2 separate regions of the Bombyx mori genome follow, and region 1 is linked to region 2. A link is a contact called in public Hi-C data. All regions are on one chromosome and are shown on one strand. The core of a region is the stretch at or near the end of the contact, and the rest is flanking DNA. Distances in the headings are between cores, read along the strand shown.

What was found. Hi-C and Micro-C count contacts between places; a contact is called where the count stands out from the background.
Region 1: a Hi-C map of midgut shows a contact between it and region 2, with 1.6 times the contacts expected there. The contact joins the promoter of LOC101741553 here to the enhancer-like site in region 2. A contact is called at or near these places in 2 of 7 Hi-C or Micro-C datasets (midgut and whole pupa).

The regions. Positions count from the first base shown.
Region 1 is chr10:14,269,430-14,272,579 of ASM3026992v2, forward strand. LOC101741553 (rho GTPase-activating protein 21) reads right to left here and starts at 1,525. Exons shown (of 22, transcript XM_062670701.1): 1 at 1,094-1,525. The coding sequence starts at 1,118. It overlaps LOC134199555 (a long non-coding RNA gene), which reads left to right and starts at 1,880. Exons shown (of 2, transcript XR_009974100.1): 1 at 1,880-2,187; 2 at 3,076-3,150. -w-2 (scarlet) reads right to left here. Exons shown (of 14, transcript NM_001256993.2): 14 at 2,965-3,150. The coding sequence ends at 3,049.
Region 2 is chr10:14,214,539-14,217,807 of ASM3026992v2, forward strand. The region is part of intron 1 of LOC101741553 (rho GTPase-activating protein 21); the gene reads right to left. Among protein-coding and RNA genes, the nearest start is that of TRNAE-CUC, 25 kb to the right of the region's middle. Within about 2 kb of position 1,548, at least 2 of the 8 cell types and tissues checked have open chromatin away from gene starts, as enhancers often do.

The DNA of each region.
Region 1 (3,150 bases), core at 275-2,774, 55 kb after region 2:
TGTGCTTCTAATTTTGCTAGTCTCTAAATAATGGCAACCAGTTACGTTTGATGAGCTTAAAAGTTGGCTATCGTCGTCAAAACATAAGCAATCATCAACATGAATGATAGATAATTATCAGGTGGTGCATTACTTTATTGCTACAAACCAAAGTTACGATGAGTGAAACAATAGAATTCTCTAAACTATAAAGCAAATGTCGGAACTTGAAAAACTGGTTTGAAAGTAAGAATCGTAGGTGTTCTTCTAAATAATTAAATATGAATTTATAATTTACAATATTTACGATTTAGATAGGCGTTCAATGTATTGACGAAATCACTGACATCATTCTAAAACAAACTTATTCTATGGCGTTTAGATATTAATTAAAATTAACATAATTGTATTTATGTACATTTATACCTGTGAGATACATTTATCCCTGTTTACTAAAATAAGTATTAATTGTGTTTACATTAGTTAGCTTCAGTTTATAGTCCAGTTTACATGTAAAGCAAACCACCTATTTCTGTTTTAACGTTATTGTAAACATTTCCATAGCCCAAGATTTCGTCGACTCGAAATGCCCAATGCCAATGAACTTGAATGCATTCCACTATCGAAAGACGATAAACGATTCAATAAAAAGATTTGGTTGATTAAAAAGTTCGTCCTTGTTTCTCGTTGGTCCTTTTGTGATTCCTTTGAGGTTGCATTCCCTTGGCGAGCGGCCGTGCCGAGCCCGCCAACGCGTACGGATGCCGCGGACCGTTGCCTCGACCGGCAACAAGCCGCCTGTCCTCTTGCTCGATTGAAGAAACGAACGAGTTTTTAACAATTGTAGAAGGTATATTCGATAACTTTACGACATTCTGTAAGACAATCCAGGCGATCGGATTATATTGCTTCGAAGTTCCTCTCTTTTAACCTTTGGACATTTCGAATTCAGAACTTAACTTGAGGTTACATTATGTTGAGACATTTATTAAAACAAAATTCGTCAAGGATGTCACATAGTGGTTCGGGTAAATATTGTGACGAGACGAATGTAGGACACACGATAAATAAGCACTTCGCGCTATCGGTTCAGATAAAATAATGTCTTACTAACCTGATGGCTCGGCGCTATCGCTCATAATCCAAGCTGCATTTTAACCTCAAATAGCACCTTCAACACGGTCACATTAATCGAAGGCCACAGGAATGTCACGTTGCATAATACCACTAAGCCTTCACAAAAAAACTACGGGATTATTTAAAAAAAATACACAACCGCGGATTACGTACTGTTAATATTCTGTTATCATAAACACACGAATGCACAGTTCGATGCACGTTTATTAGTTAACAAACGACGCGAGTATCCATGCAGAAGTCCATCAGATCGCATATTTATTATATAGGTTGTATAAAACAAGCACCATTGAAGACTCTGTGTCATAGAATTAATGCATTTTACGACAAAACATGTAACAGCCGTGCGCTGCACGCCGTCTGACACGACGAATATGGCGGATGAATTCGAACTACGCTTGCGCGCGGCGACGCAGCCGTTGCTTGCCGGTTAGGACAGGTACAAAAACAATGGCAGACGTGCTGCCATCTACTGAAGTTTAATAGAACTAAGTCTAGTTTTGTTTCACTTTAACATTACTTAACATGTTTCACGTGTAGATGGCAGGTGTGCTAATTATCTCACTATAATATATTATTGATTGTTGTGTTAATGTTTAAATAAAATAATGCATTTTTAAATTAACGACCTTAATATTCTTAGCAATACACAAGACATAAACATTTTTTAAAAAATGTTCCATGAATTCACAGTAATATATTTTTTCTCGTAGGTCAATCTTTCTTTAGAGGTTATTGCTTTTTCTGACTTTGACAACACATAGGTACCCTTTTCTTGGTGGATTGTTCAACTTTTAAAGCGTAGATTGGATTATGTTTCCTATTCCTCCAATAAAGAAGGGCAATGTGAAGTTGTCGGTGAACCGTTCGATATATCTGTATCTGGGTACCGGTGGCTACATGACCTGGATCGCTTGAAGAAGAAAGACGTCTGAAGCGGATGATTTGTAGTCTTAGCAAGCTTCAGAAGATTTGATCGAATCAGACTAGAATTACAACGACTGCTCAGAGATGTCCGAGATGTCGCTCTGAGTGATAAGAGTCGAGATAGCGAGTAACACTATCCGCAAGGTGAAAAATTTCCCCTAACATAATGTTTAAGATAAAATTTAAACAAGCATTTTCGAAGTTTTTTTTTTTAATGAAAAGGTCCAAAGCTCCTCGATAAGTGTTAAACGAAAACAATTCGTAAAGTTGTTAAAGAAAACAGGTGAAAATAGTTCTTCGCCTAATTTTGTAGATTACGGGTTAGATAGGTATTTACAAAACGTATTACATGTACGCATTTCCTTGGAAAACTTGATAGTCTTTTTTATTGCTTAGTTGGGTGAACAAGCTGACATCGGCTTTCCTGGCCTTTAGTGCTTACCAAAGCCCATAGACATCAACAATATAAATACAGTCCACCGAGTCATGAGTTCTAAATCGCTGTCTCTAAATTATAATACCTACAATAAACTCAATCTGTAGGATTTTTACCCGGACACAGTCGTATCGCCCGATATGAGTACACCGGGCGACTTTTACTTTAGGCCACTACAACTGTAATAACAATTTGATGTCTTCTAAAGTTGATCAGTTAAGGGTCGGTTGATTCACTGTTGATAGGACCTCTTGTGAGTCCGCGCGGGTGGGTACCACCACGTAGTTTCAGTTTGAAGGGCGGGGCAGCCGTTGTAACTATACTTGAGACCTTAGAACTTATATCTCAAGATGGGTAGCGCATTTACGTTGTGGATGTCTATGGGCTCCAGTAACCACCTAACAGGTGGGCTGTGAGCTCGTCGACCCATCTAAGCAGTAAAAAAAAACAACCAGTCTCGAAACAATCAAGCAAAAAAAAACCAATAACATAAAAGAGGTATTTATTTATTTAAAAATATTTACATCACATTTAATCGTTATAACCCCGAACATTTCGTGCAGTGTAGATCATTTTCTTCTCGTTCTGTATCTAAGGGCCAGCAGCGCGAGGAGATGGAAGGTGATGTAGAGCAGCAGCAACGCCGATATATCCAGCCAGAGGTTGCTGCT
Region 2 (3,269 bases), core at 298-2,797:
GAGATCATTTATTTCAACTAAGTCATTATATATATCCGTACTTGTTAAATCTAAAAAAAAACATGTTCAAATCACCGGTTCTGAAAAATAGCAACAGTTTGAGAAGAACTGATGAAACAAACACAGAGAGTTAATTCTGTATATAGTACTATGGTTTTCTGTAATAGAAATTCTTGGTGTCATTAAAGACGACGACAATGGTTAGTATATTTGATTGAATCCACAAATTTTTAAACACTAAAGCTCATTATTTTTATTTGAGAGAATGTTACTTTTTATTACATACATTTGTTTCACTTTACGACGGGTCATTACCATCGCTAATGTCCACACACTTAGTTAACGGTTACACACTATTTAGAACCTTAAAGGTAGCGCGATTGGCACTATTTCGAACCATCTACATACTTCGGGTTCTGTTTACATTGTAAGTCAAAAGATGCAGTCTTATCGTGAATAAATTTAAGCACTATTCGTGGTGTTGGTATTTTTTTTCAATTCTTTTGAGTAAGATAATTTCACTGAGGTCTTGTAGTACATATATGTAATAAACACTGATTGTCACGTATAGAGAACAGAACTCGAGAAAAGTAAATTGTCGGTCAGATATTTCACGACCTAGTTTGGCCTAGTTAAAGGTTATCTTCATTTGTTAAAATAATGCCACCTGGCTACAAAATAGACAATCTATGTAGGTCGCTATCTTCGGTTTTCAGATAGCTACGTAAGGAGGAATTAATAGCCCACCGAATCTCACACCAGATCTTCTTAGTGGGTCGCGATTCCGATCTGTTGGTTGGATTGCTGCTCTTCCTGCTATTGTTAGCAAATTCTTTGGGATTGAGTCTGTGAGCTCACCTACCCGTCGGTAGCTGGAATAGTCTCTTGGGCTACCAGCGGATAGATTACATGATTTTTTATTTATTTTTATTTGAAGAGTTAATTGAAGCGATTTTTATACTTTACTAGCCTTACTCGTCCGCTTCGCTGGGCATTTAAAATTAATTTGTTATTAGGGAGTCCAAAACTCATACAAACATTACCCTATCCATTCAGTACATGTATTTTCTATATGGATACCAAGTTTCAAGTCAATCGGATGCAAAGTTCAGTAGTTATAACGAAACATCCGTAAAAACCACTGTAGATTTATATATTAGTATAGAATACACTTTAGTTCATTTATACTCCCAGAACAACCCACTAACAGAGCTCTGTAGTGGGTTAAAAGGCACCCTACATTCTTTTCCAGAGTTCACTCTATTTCCATACCGAATTTCGTCAAAACCGGTTCAGGCGCAAAAGCGTAACAGACAAATAGTCACTTTCGTATTTTTAAGACGAGTAAGAATTTTTTGACTGAACTCTGTTAATTTACGTGCAGATAACATTTCAATGTTTTTTTTTTCAAGTTTATTCATAATCTTAAAAAAAAAAACACTCGCCAAAACAAATATAAATTTTTCACGGGCCGCTTCCCATGAAATCGGCAGCACGCTCCGAACAAATACGCACGCACGTATGTAGTTGTTACGATTTTCTCACGACAGGCCCGAGTCGACTCGGCGATCGGCGATCGCGTGAGCAAACGATATAATCTCGTCCTCGCTGCAAGTTATGGGGCATTGTATGAAAATATTAGGCTTAAAAGCGCTGTCAGATACGATGATTGCTTGTCGTTATTGGTAATACATGGGACACTTTTGTTTCGCAATTTATTAACGATACTGTTCTCGTCTTGCTGGCACTTGAAGCTTTCTTTAAGCATCTTTATTAACTTTTATTCGATAAGAATCATATATTTTTTGCTTTTTGCATGAAGTGTTGTTTTTTGGACGAAGCGTTTTATTCTAATACTAACGACCCGCCCTCGCTTCGCTTCGCTTCGGAAACTGTAATTCATTATTGATTTCTTCACTATTTAATGGATGTTATTATACATATAAACCTTCCTCTTCAATCACTCTATTTATTTAAAAAAACCGCATCAAATCGGTTGCGTAGTTTTAAACATTTAAGCATACATAGGGATAGAGAAAGCGACGTTGTTTTATACTATGTAGTGATAACTTACTTTTTATAGGTTACGTAAAGACTTCATAAAACATTTATTTATTTTTAAATACAAATAACTTTTGAAATATCTTCCAGAAACTCGGTTAATTAGTCGCGTTGTCTTCACAGCGAGTGTCTGTCAATTTTAATATTCTCGACAGCTTTCTGTTTTCTTTTAATATTTTGGCAAGCTCAATATTACTAACGCAACGTAATTCAGAACGCACTTCTTCAATGGTTGAACCTAGTTTTCATTATTCAAAATCATGCAGCAGCTATACAGAAATACAATCGAATTTACAGGTAGTAATAGTTTTTTTTTATGTAATGTATTTAAATGACAATTTAAGAATTGAATATTAAGAAGGCAGACATATTCCTCATTTCGCTATGCCTAAAGCAAATCATTTTCAATTCGGCATTAATGTTTAACTCTGAGTTCATAACATATTTTCTTTCTTGCATTGTAATTGTCTAGTAATAAACAACAAAGTCAAAGGTCAAGGATAGTACATATGTACTACTTATAACACTGTTAATATCACTATCTCATAGCTGACATTTAGCGCGGTCACGCTAGTTTTATCAATTTAAGGTTTGTCCACAATAGTTTTAGTTACATTTTAATTACGCACAGATCTATGCTTATGGGAATCAATAGATATATGTATATTCAAAGATTCACGTACTTTGAAATCGTCACGCCATTTCTTTTATTTTGATATTATATTTTTTATTATCTTGATATTATTTTCGAATTCAAAAACCAGTTGAAGCCGCAGAAGGTCCGATAAAAGAGACGTGTTTTTTTAAAAGTAAAGAAAAAAAAACTTCAAGACACCGTGTGTGTGTACTGCACTTAATTTTCATAGAAGAAAAGCATCCGGCGTTTTAATGAATCATAATTCGTAATTAAATAGAACAATGAACGGTCATCAATCAATTCTGATCTGATCCAATACGCGCGGCTATATCTAGTTACAAACTAATTAAGACTAATAGAGTATTCGAGGTCAAATAGTGTGTGTAATGCCGAATGTTGAGAAAAACATGCAAGGTTTTTCCTTTGTTTCTTGATTCAAACGATTCCCTGTTTCCTGTTTGGATATTAACACTAGAGCACTCAATTCTTTTATTCCATACGACGTCTTCATATACGTAAGCCTAAGTTTTTAAAAATAAATAAATAACATGAAATTATTTACAAAATTATG